Regions from separate parts of the Sus scrofa genome. Here region 2 is linked to region 1. Evidence: chromatin contacts called from public HiChIP or PLAC-seq data. All regions are on one chromosome and are shown on one strand. Each heading gives the region's core, a stretch centred on a gene start, on an enhancer-like site or on the middle of the called end of the contact. The rest is flanking DNA. Distances are from core to core; before and after follow the strand shown. Region 1 holds the start of ICMT (isoprenylcysteine carboxyl methyltransferase). Region 2 overlaps ACOT7 (cytosolic acyl coenzyme A thioester hydrolase).

The links. HiChIP or PLAC-seq counts read pairs in DNA pulled down with a chosen protein or histone mark.
Region 2: an H3K27ac HiChIP or PLAC-seq map of alveolar macrophages shows a contact between it and region 1. The contact joins the enhancer-like site here to the promoter of ICMT in region 1. A contact is called at or near these places in 1 of 5 promoter capture datasets (liver), 17 of 47 Hi-C or Micro-C datasets (blood, brain, embryonic fibroblasts and 9 more) and 2 of 2 datasets of contacts at active chromatin or transcription factors (alveolar macrophages and skeletal muscle).

What each region holds. Positions count from the first base shown.
Region 1 is chr6:67,122,842-67,127,970 of Sscrofa11.1, reverse strand. ICMT (isoprenylcysteine carboxyl methyltransferase) reads left to right here and starts at 2,063. Exons shown (of 5, transcript NM_001244481.1): 1 at 2,063-2,304; 2 at 3,160-3,248; 3 at 4,161-4,330; 4 at 4,828-5,045. The coding sequence starts at 2,110.
Region 2 is chr6:67,227,802-67,233,368 of Sscrofa11.1, reverse strand. The region is part of intron 1 of ACOT7 (cytosolic acyl coenzyme A thioester hydrolase); the gene reads left to right. Among named protein-coding and RNA genes, the nearest start is that of ACOT7, 24 kb to the left of the region's middle. Within about 2 kb of position 3,843, at least 22 of the 83 cell types and tissues checked have an H3K27ac peak or open chromatin away from gene starts, as enhancers often do. A contact at or near this core is called in alveolar macrophages, omental adipose tissue, retroperitoneal adipose tissue and 1 more, where this site is marked.

The sequences.
Region 1 (5,129 bases), core at 814-3,313:
AGGGGAGTGGATGAGTGGAAGAGAGAGGCTTGCTCAAGCCCTCCTGTCTGGATTACATGCTACTCTCTGCCCCCCAGTACAGGGACCGTCCCTAAGGGTAAATCAGGGCCCTAAGTCAGCGTGGAGTGCAGGAACTGGTGAGAAAAGAACTTCCTCGGAGCCGCCCTCTGTCCCAGGACAGACTCACTCCTAGGAGCAAAGATGCAATATGCACCCTCTAGTGGCCCCAAGACGTCTTGGCGATGAGGGACAGGTGCCGAGTGGGGGAGGCCCAAGAAACTGAGAGCAGTGGCAGGAGCTGGGGCTCTCCGCCCCCAGGGACAGTCCAGGCTTCCTTCCCATGTGGCACTGCAACTGGGTGGCTTTGAAACATGAAATGTCCTTTCAGTTACTTCCCATCTAGTAAGTTTAGCAAATATCTTCCCAGCAACATTTAAACATGACACAGGGTTTACAGAGCATTTTCTTTCTATGGCCACACTTGCAGCGTATGGAAGTTCCCAGGCCGGGGGTGGAATTGGAACTGCAGTTGAGACCTGTGGCACAGCCAGGGCAACACCAGATCTGAGCTGCATCTGCAACAACGCTGGACCCTTAACCCATTGCGCGAGGCCAGGGATCAAACCCGCATTCTCACAGAGTCTATGTCGGGTTCTTAATCCACTGAGCTGCAATGGGAACTCCCAGGATCTCCATTTTACGGGGAAGGTGAGGCTCACACAGTTGCTTTGACCTTGAGGCTGGCTCTCCATCCTTCTCTAAACCCAGCTGTCCAGATGCCAGGTCTCCTGCCAGGTCCTCCAGGAACAGAGGAGGGGAGGGTGGCTAGGGGTTCAGATGCAAGCTCGGCTCCCTGCCGCTCACAGCCCACCTGGCTTTATTGCTCTCTGACCCACTACTCTGGGTTCCAGGCTCCCTGGGGGCCTGTCCCCTATCGCTCAGGCTTGCTTCCTCCTGCCTCTGTCTGCAAACTCTGTGCCTTCCCCCTCCCTCCCTGTGGATGCCCTTGCTCTCATTTCAGCGGCAGGACGGCTGCCAGTACACACACTCTTCCATGCAGGCTCCTAAGCCTCCCAATCACGGGCCTCTCCCTGGGGGTCCCTCTCATTCCCTCTCTAACCTCACCCCCACCCCACCAGAGTTTATTCCAGTTATTTGCTTACTTGTCTTTCTCCTCCACCATCCCTCTGTCGGACATTTATCCTTCAAAAAAGTAAGGAAAAATTCCTAATGATAAAAGTAATATATATTGATTGTGGGCCATATGGAAGATCCAAAAACATATAAAAAAGACAGTAAAACGTTTCCGAGTCCACCTGACAATTACCGCCGTGAAATTGGCTTCTGTGTCAATCATTTCCCCAGGCTCACACATAAGCTCTGGTTTTCCCAAGTGGAGTCAGGACCACACTGTCAAGTTTTGCACATTCTGTTTTTTAATAGGTCCTGTGTATTTCACCTGTCTGCCAACATTCTTCCTGAACACGAACCGAAGTGGGCGGTCATCCCGCTGCGTGGATGCCCGCTGGGATTTCAGGCTCCCCGAGGGCAGCGTCCCCGCAGCCTGGGCCCCCAGCGGGCGCTCGGAGACTCTGCGGAGGGCCGGCCGTGCCTGCGCGCGCGGACCCCGCGGGGCGCGGTGGGGTGGAGGCGGGTGGCCCGCTCGTCCCCGCGCGCTGCCCAGGGGTGTCAGTTGCGGGTGGGACCGCGCGGGGCCGGCGAAGGTGGGCTCGCTTCGGCTTTCAGGTGATTTCTCCGGACAGGGACATTCTGGAGTTTGGGGCGGACTCCTGGCAGACACCAGGGTCGCCTTCTCGGCCGAGGACCCAGGCGCCCCGCGGCCCCGCCCGCCGGCTGCCACTCGGCCTGGTTCGGGGTGGGGAGGGGTCCCCCAGGGGACCGCGGGGCGGGGCCGCGGGGCGGGGCGCTCCCGCCAAATTCGGGCCCCAGCTCCGCGGCGCGGCGGTATCGCGAGAGCGCGCGGGAGGCGCGCAGGTCCGGGCGGCTGCCCTTCCCTGTCGGCGTCGGCGGCGCAGTGCGCAGGCGCGGGGGGCGGGTTTCCCAGGGCTACAGCCGGCGCGGCGGCCCGCTCGTCCGCCGCCCTGCGCCATGGCGGGCTGCGCGGCGCGGGCTCCGCCAGGCTCTGAGGCGCGCCTCAGCCTGGCCACCTTCCTGCTGGGCGCCTCCGTGCTCGCGCTGCCGCTGCTCACACGCGCCGGCCTGCAGGGCCGCACCGGGCTGGCGCTCTACGTGGCCGTGCTCAACGCGCTGCTGCTGCTGCTCTACCGGCCGCCGCGCTACCAGGTACAGGCCGGGCAGGGCCTGGCGAGGGCCCGGGGCCGGGCGGGCTGGGCGCGGCGCAGGGGCACCGTCCCCCGGGGTCGAGGTCTGGGTCGGGTCGGCCGAGAGCCCGGCCTGCGAGAGAGACCGCCTCCCCCGGCCGGTGTTCTTTAGCATCGGCGAGTTCAGGTGGCAGGAGGGCCCCCTCCTCTACAGTCTCGGGAGCTGGGGGCGGGGGGCCCCCTCCGCCCGGCGGAGTGGGTGGCAAATTGCAGTTGGTGCGGTTCTGCAGCTGCGGCAGATACGCGTGCGGTGGGGAGTGAGGGAGCCCACGAGTTCTTTTATGTAATTTAAGGTGTGGAGAACTATCTGCTGTCAAGTCTGAGGTCAGAGGCCCCGCAGCTACGTGGAGGGGGCTGGGCGCAGAGTCCCGGGTCCCCCGACCAGGTTCGCTGCGTGGACTTGGAAGCATCCGGCCAATAAGCTAGGTTTACGCAGTTTTCCCACGGCCCTGAGTAGCAATTGCAGTAATAATAGTGACGGTAGCTAAAACGTGGGCAGCACTTACTCTTAAGTGCTTTACTCAGGTGATGGTCACAGCTGTTCTCAAAGGTAGGTGCTGTTGTCATCCCCACTGTGTAGATGGGGAAACCGAGGTCCAGAGACGTTAAGCGACTTGCCTAAGACCACAGAGCCAGAGAAGGGTGGGCTTGGGGTTTGAACCCAGGCAGCCCTGCTTCACCCTGCTAACCTCTGAGCAGATGAGCTCTGCGGACTTGCCCGTGGCCTTCTTATCCCAGGACGTAGGGTGATGCTCCTGCAGCCGGGACGTATGCTGAGAACAGCCAGGTGACTGAGCTTCTTTTGGGTCCATTTCAGATAGCCATCCGAGCCTGCTTCCTTGGCTTTGTGTTTGGCTGTGGAGTGCTGCTAAGTTTTAGCCAGTCTTCTTGGAATCACTTTGGCTGGTAAGAAGTGCTTCGGAAATGAGAGTTTTGAGGTCTGGGTGGGCTGATCAGAGGGTCAGTAGCGGTCCTTCTGCATCCCTGGCTGGCTGAAGGCTATTGAGGGTTCTAAGGAGAGGAGGTCGCTAGAATGCTAGGTGCCTGCATCTCGGACCGTGAGAACGTGTGCCCTGTGCCCCTTGGTTGCTTCTGTTGCAGGTGGAAACAGGTCTCCCCGGCAACCCCCTCCCCCAACAGGTGCCCTTACTGCCGCCCCAGCACATTCGGTAATGTGACCAGCCCTTCCCAGAAGAGGGTGCAGGTCTCAGTGACAGGAAGGGGCGAGGCTCTGGCTCGTCTTCACAGGCCTTTTCCGTCTCTAATTTCTATTAGGTCACATCTAGTGCATCCCCCACGGCCAGTGTAGGATTTTTCCCTACACTGCGATTTCAGTCCCTTGAGCCTTCTAGTCCCTGACCTGGATATGAACCAGTGGCTTCAAGGTAAAAAGCTTTATCTCCTCTTATCAATACTCTGAGCCATCTAATCCTTCTTTGCTGGAATTATTTCAGTTTTTTGGAATTTTTGTATTTTACATACATCACGACTTTATTTTGATACTTCCCTCTTTCATGTTTTACTGTGTGTAGTGTCATTGAAAAAAAAAAAAAGGCTGCAGGCCCATAATGCCTTCCTAACCTATGTTTCTTGTTTTGGGGTTTCTCCCCCCCCCCCAGTGACATTCACAAACGTAGTCCCTTTAAAACCTCAGGGAGTAAAGCTACATGTGGGTGCCTGACGGCCACTCTCAGACAGACGACAGCAGGTCCTCATCCTAGAATTCAGGGGCAGTTCAGACCAGATCCGGACTTCGACTTACAGCTGCCTGGATTCCCTTGCCCCAAGTTACCTCTCTTTCTTTGTGTGTATAAATAGGTATATGTGCTCTCTGTCCTTATTCCACTATTCCGAATACTTGGTCACAGCAGTCAACAACCCCAAGAGCCTGTCCTTGGATTCCTTTCTCCTGAATCACAGCCTGGAGTATACAGTAGCCGCTCTTTCTTCTTGGATAGAGTTCACCCTTGAAAATATCTTCTGGCCAGGTCAGTGTGCCCTGCTTTGCTTTCAGAGGGGAGACGGTGGCTTCCACGTGGCCCTGAGGACAGTGACGTGGGGTCACCTTCTCAGCTCTAATCCCCGCCGAGTACTTTTCCCCAGGCCTCTATCGTCACTAAGCTCCTTACAAAGGCCAAGCTCCGCCTGGGAATCCGCTCCCCACGGGTTTGGGGTGGAGGACGTGTTGACCTTCCCCTTAGGCCTGGCCTAACATTGGACCCGTCTCAGGTGAAGGCCCAGCCTTGGATAGCGGGAATCCCAGTTTGACCGTCAGGAGAGCTGTATCTGTTCATCTTCTGTGACTCGAGAAACACATCTGTTGTGCTTCTAATTAAATTTTAATGTGTTCACAAATGCCAGTTGCCCACTAGCATGTTTTCTAGGGCTCCTGCCTTTGGAAAAATAGGTCCATTTGAAGCATCCAAAGGGAGAACTCGGGAGGCCCCGGTCTGTATTCCCGCTTGTCACCGTCTCTGTCCTGCAGAACTGAAGCAGATCACCTGGCTCAGTGCCACCGGGCTGCTGATGGTGGTCTTCGGAGAATGTCTGCGGAAAGCGGCCATGTTTACAGCTGGTTCCAACTTCAACCACGTGGTGCAGAATGAAAAATCGGAAACCCATACTCTGGTGACCAGCGGAGTCTACGCCTGGTTCCGGCATCCTTCTTATGTCGGGTGGTTTTACTGGAGTATTGGGACCCAGGTATGGTATCGGATGTGATACCCATCTCTCTTCAAGGATTTTAAACTATATTTTCATTCAGATACGGTAACATCCACCATGTCC
Region 2 (5,567 bases), core at 2,594-5,093, 100 kb before region 1:
CCGCATCTGCAACCTACACCACAGCTCACGGCAATGCCGGATCGTTAACCCACTGAGCAAGGGCAGGGACCGAACCCGCAACCTCATGGTTCCTAGTCGGATTCGTTAACCACTGCGCCACGACGGGAACTCCCCCTCGTGCTTTTAATAATACTTGATGCGTATTTTTGGAAGGCCTCCGAGAAGGAGGCGGGCACTTGGCCTTTGAGAGGGGGTCTCTTTGGGCCAGAGTGGCAGGCCGCATTGGCCAAGCCTCATCTGGACTCTGTCCTAACTTTATCTGCTGTCCTAACTTTACCTGCCTCACCCTCACGGGCCAGCTGGACTGGTGCCCAGGAGCCAAGCCAGGACGGCACATTAGGAAGGAAGCCCTTGATTGGTCTGTGTGTGGCTTCCTTCATTCATGCCGGCTGTAATGCTGCCTGGTTGACCGGGATCCTGCAAGAGTGGCTCTGTGTGGGGTGGCCCTGGGGCTGAGTGACAATCATGACGCATCTAGCTTCCTCTCCAGGGGCCCTAGCTGTGGCATCTGCACCAGGGCCACTCTGCTGGCTGGTCTTCCCCCCAAACCCAGCGAGGGACAAATAGAAGTGCAGGCCCTGCCCAGGAGGCGGGGGGCGTCCTGGCAGCCGGTGCACCTGAGGGGAGGGGAAGGTGTGTGTGCGGGGAGGTGGGGTGGGGCCGAGGCTGGTGGAGCCGGCCGATCCCGCTTCCCGCTTCCTTCCAGTTCACTGGCCCCTACAGCTCGGGGGTGGCCTCGGGGACAGTTTCAGATGCCAGCTCCCGTGAGCTGGGCGCAGGGATGCGACATCTCGCTGTGACACGCACCCTGGCGTGTGTCGCCAGCATCCTGTCTGCATCTCAGGAAGCTGGCCCAGCCTTTGCAGAGACCCTGGAGCTGACTGGTGGGCACTTGCCCTCTCTGAGGTCTCCTTGACCTCAGGGCGCAGCAGCCGAAGTGTTCGCGGATTTACTTCTCCACTGTTATGATACACTAACCGAGGTTTCCGTGACAACCGACTTCTGGTGGACTTCTCAGATTGGTGAGGTGGCCTCTTCCTGGTTAGACCAGGCAGGAAGTCAGGGTGCTCCCCGCAGGGCAGGACTTGGGCCAGTCCTAGGGGTGGGGGAGGATGGGCACCTGGGCTGCAGCTGCCCCCTTGCCTCTCCCTGGACCTGGGACGTCCCAGCCGACACAGCTTCTCTGCTGACCCCCAGGTGGGGGGGTCACTGTGGCAGGTGGTAGAGGGCACTCGCTGGCTTCACGTGGCCAGGGGCACTCGTGCCTGGCCCAGTTCTGCTGACTTTGGACGTCAGGCAGGTCCAGCCTCTGCGTGACTACCTGGGCTCCTGGCAGCTCGGATCGCGGGTATGTGGAAGAGCTGGGCAGTAAGGCTCAGGTCTCGCCCACTTGGTCCAGCCCTTGGGGGGCAGCCGCTCCTCTTTGCCACCCGTGGTGCTTCCCTCGCTCCTGCCAGCAGGTTCTGCAGGTGGGCCGAGTGCTGCTTCGTGTCCTGTCTGCTCAGCCCAGGGTGCTCTGGGCTCTTGGGACCAGTGGGGCCGGTCGGCGGGCTGCCTGCCCTGGGTGCCTCCCCTGTCCTGCTCTGGGGCTGGGAGGCCCCAGGGACTCTTAACTGGCCCAGCTGTTTTTCCAGCCACCTCTTCTGAGGGATGTGGTAGGGGTTGAGGGAACTTTGCCAGAACCTTCTCAGACAGCAAACAGGCGATAAATAGTGCCACTTGGGCTTCTGTTGGGCAGAGTCCCCCATAGAAAGGTGGTGTGTTTGGCCTGACCCTGGCCTTCAAGGCCTCAGTCGAAGCTCCTGGTGTGAACCAGCCCCGCGGCCCACGTGGTCTTCCTGGCAGGTGCCTGCCCCGAAGTAAGCCTTTCTCACCACGAATGGCAGCTCCTGCCCCTCCTGTCTCCTCCCCGGCCCCCTTCTGATTCCTATTCGGATCCTGGCCACTCCCTCCAAGGCACCTCCGTGCCTGCCACCTGCGCCCCGTGGGTAGGGGTGGGGTCTGTCTGAAAGCCTCTGTCCTGACCTGTCATTGCCTCTCTGCTTTATCTGGTTGGAGGCTCCTTCAGAAGGGATGGGGCCTGGCAGCTTCCGGCACAGGCCGGGAGGTGTCCTTAGTGCTGGCTGCCCCACCCAGCCCTGGCGCAGGCCCAGGGGTTCTGCCTGCGTTTGGGTGCAGACGGAAATCCCCAGGACTTTTTCTGTCCTAGAAACCCACCGGGGCTTGGTGCCACCACCTCTGCTTCACCCATCTCTGCTCTCTCGCGGGTAAAGGAAACCACCCCCAGCTTCCCCCAGTTACCATGGAACTCGGCGCCTGAATTTTAGCGCTGACATCTTCGTGTCAGAATCGGAGATACTGGGGGGCCTGCCCTGGGCTGGCTGGGCGCAGGGAGCAGGACCCGAGCTGGCTGCAGGCGGGGGCCTCACGGGTGGGGGGCCTGCAGGGGCGCAGCCTGCCTGGGCTTACCGGGGTCGCTGTGACAGTGGCCACACACTCTTCAAACAACAGAAGCGAATGTTCTCCCAGCCTGGAGGCCAGAAGCCCCAGCCCAGGGCTGGGCAGGGCCACTTCCCCTCTGTGAGTCATTCGTCTCCAGGAAGAGCCCTCCTCACCTCTTCCAGCTTTGGGGGCTGCTGCTGGTTCCTGGGTGCCTTGGCCAGTGTCTCTGCCTCTGTTGGCACATGGCCTCCCCTGTGTGTGTCCAGATTTCCCTCTTCTAAGGGTCTGCTCGTAGGAACTGGGCATCCTACCAACCTCACCTGAACTCAGAGACCCTGTTTTCAGATAAGGTCCCATTCACAGGTTTGAGGGGTTGGGCCTTGAACTAGTCCTTTGGGGACACAGTTTGACCCAGTACAAAGGCCTCTCTGTAGGGCCTGCACCACCTCAGCCTTGGGGGGGACTCTGAGGAGCAGAGGGACAGGGCCTGCCCCCAGGGCACATGGAACTCGGTGGGGAACAGGGTGCTTCCTCCGCCCCCCAGGCTGTCCCTTGCCTGCCCTCTGCTCCTGGAGTGGCATCTCCCATCCTCTTCCTCTGCCTCCCTTCTGCCCTCTGGGAACTGGCAGAAAGGTAGGATGGGGGCTGGGCGCCGACCAGTCCAGGAGATGGTGGTCTTGACTTGGTGAGTTCAGGGAAGGCCTTGCTGAGGGCTGGTGCTTTGAAGAGATTTTTAAAGACCATCAATTTCTTCGAACAGGTTGACATGGTTTTCACTGACAGATTTATTTTATTTTATGGCTGCATCGGCTGCATATGAAAGTTCCCAGGCTAGAGGTCGAATCAGAGCTGTAGCTGCCGGCCTACGCCACAGCAACGCCAGATCTGCGACCTACACCACAGCTCACGGTAATGCTGGCTCCTTAACCCACTGAGTGAGGCCAGGAATCGAACCTGCGTCCTTGTAGATGCTAGTCAGATTTGTTTCCACTGTACCACGACAGGAACTCCCCAGATTTTTTTTTTTTTTTTTTTTGGATGGGAAGTTCCTGAAGCAGGGATCGAACCTGCGCCACAGCAGTGACCCAGGCCGCTACAGTGACGATCAGATAATTAACACACTGAGCTGCCAGCGAACTCCAGGTCAATATGTTTTTTTTGTTTTTTGTTTTTGCTTTTTGCTTTTTAGGGCCTCAGGTGCAGCCTATGGAAGTTCCCAAGCTAGGGGTTGAATCGGAACTGCAGCTGCTGGCCTGTGCCACAGCCCCAGCTCATGACAATGCCGGATTCTTCATCCACTGAGCGAAGCCTGGGGCTGAGCCCTCCTCCTCTTGGATGCTACTCTCAGTTCCGTTTCCGCCGAGCTGCAGTGGGAAGCCCCGGGTTGACATGGTTTCACATTCAGAAGACGTGGAGGCATCTCAGCGAGGTTTCCCTCCAGCTCTGTCCCTAGTTCCCCTCTCGGGCCGTGGAAGCTTCTGGTTTCCCTGGCCGCCCTCCAGAGACTGTCTGCGCTGGGCCTGCAGGTGTAGACACCTGGTTCCCATCATCCTGCGCTTTGCTTTTCTACATCCAGCAGTGCCGCTCGGAGCCCATTCCTCCCTCTCGCCGGAGGCCGTGCGGGCTGGCGCAGGGTGGCTGTCGTTTAGTCTAACTCCTTATTGGTGGACATTTAGGACATGGCCAGTCTTCTGCATGACAAACAGCTTTGCAGTGAGTGACCTTGAACACACTTGGTTTCATCGTGTGCGGAAACATCTGTGGGAAGGCTTCCTGTCTGTGGGCCGGCTGGCGTGGGCACGCCTGTGCATTTGGAGTTTAATGCCGGGGTGCCCTCCGGAAGCTTGGATCTGCTCACGCTTCCCGTGTGCACAGGAGTCCTCTTCCCCCGCCGGGGGAGGTCTGATGTCGCCGGACAGATGGGCGCGGGCAGGGCAGTAGGAAGGCGCAGGTGTGCCCGGCCCACAGCGCTGGTCTGAGCAGGTGCAGCTTGGAGCCCTGCAGGGCAGGGGGAGGGCAGGTGAGGAGAGTTCCAGACCTCTGGGGCCCTCAAATGCCTGGCTAGGGATGACTCTTTATTCCGCAGGGGGGGCCCTGGGAGTGTGAGCAGGGAGCACACTCCTGCTTAGGAAGAGTGACTTGGGGCAACGGTGAGGTAGGCTGGGAGCCAGAGGCAAATGTGGAAACCCCTCGTCACCCCGAGCCCCAGGGAGACTCTCCCACACAGCAGCCCTGCTTCTCGATCCTCCAGGACACCTCTGACTCTGTCCCCAGTCCCAGGCCTTGGCATCAAGCTCCTGGCTCTAGGCTCCAGCTCCCCCGTCGTTCTCCTGCCCCCAGAGTGCCCCACGGGCCACTGGCCAGCCTTGGCGGATTGCTGTCCGTCTCTGGACCCACCGGGCTCTCCCAGCGTTGGGCCCTTCCCCTGAGATGCCCCCTCTCCTTGGAACATTCCCCCAACCCCTGCCCCCTGCTCCTGGCTCAGCCCTGCCCCCTCCCCAGGACTCAGCCCAGGTGTCACTTCCTCTGCTAAGTTTGTCCAGAGTCCAGGTGGGTGGCTCTCCTTCTGGGAGTGGCTCCTTAGAGTTCCTGTCATCAGCTTGGTGTCTGCTTCAGAGGGAAGCAGGGTTAGTCGTGGGCTCCAGCCCTGGCCGGCTCACTCCGTGGTCTGGAGCAGGAGCAGCTGGAGTGGAAGGGGAGGGGCTGTGGGTGACAGGGTGACATTCATTGCTGGGAGGAGGGCGGAGAGAATGCTGGGGCTGTGGGCCTGGTCACAGAGGCAGCATCAGAGCCACTGGTCAGCCGAGAGGAAGGGTCCCCAGACCGACCTGCCTTTCCCTGAAATTTCTGGGGTTCGAGGAGGGAGGAGGTGCAGGCTGGCACAAGGGCAGAGGGGCAGGAGAGGTGTGAGTAGGGGTTACCCACTGTTCCCCGGGCCTGGGTCAGGCCCACCATCTGCTCTGTCCATCCCCCGACCCCGAGCTGGCCTGTATTATATTGGAACATTTCAGTCGGGCGCCCCCTGTCAAATAGCAGAATTCGCGTTAAACTCTGGATTGCCAGCTTCTCTTGAAAACCCAGAACTTCGGCACCCTGGACCCAAA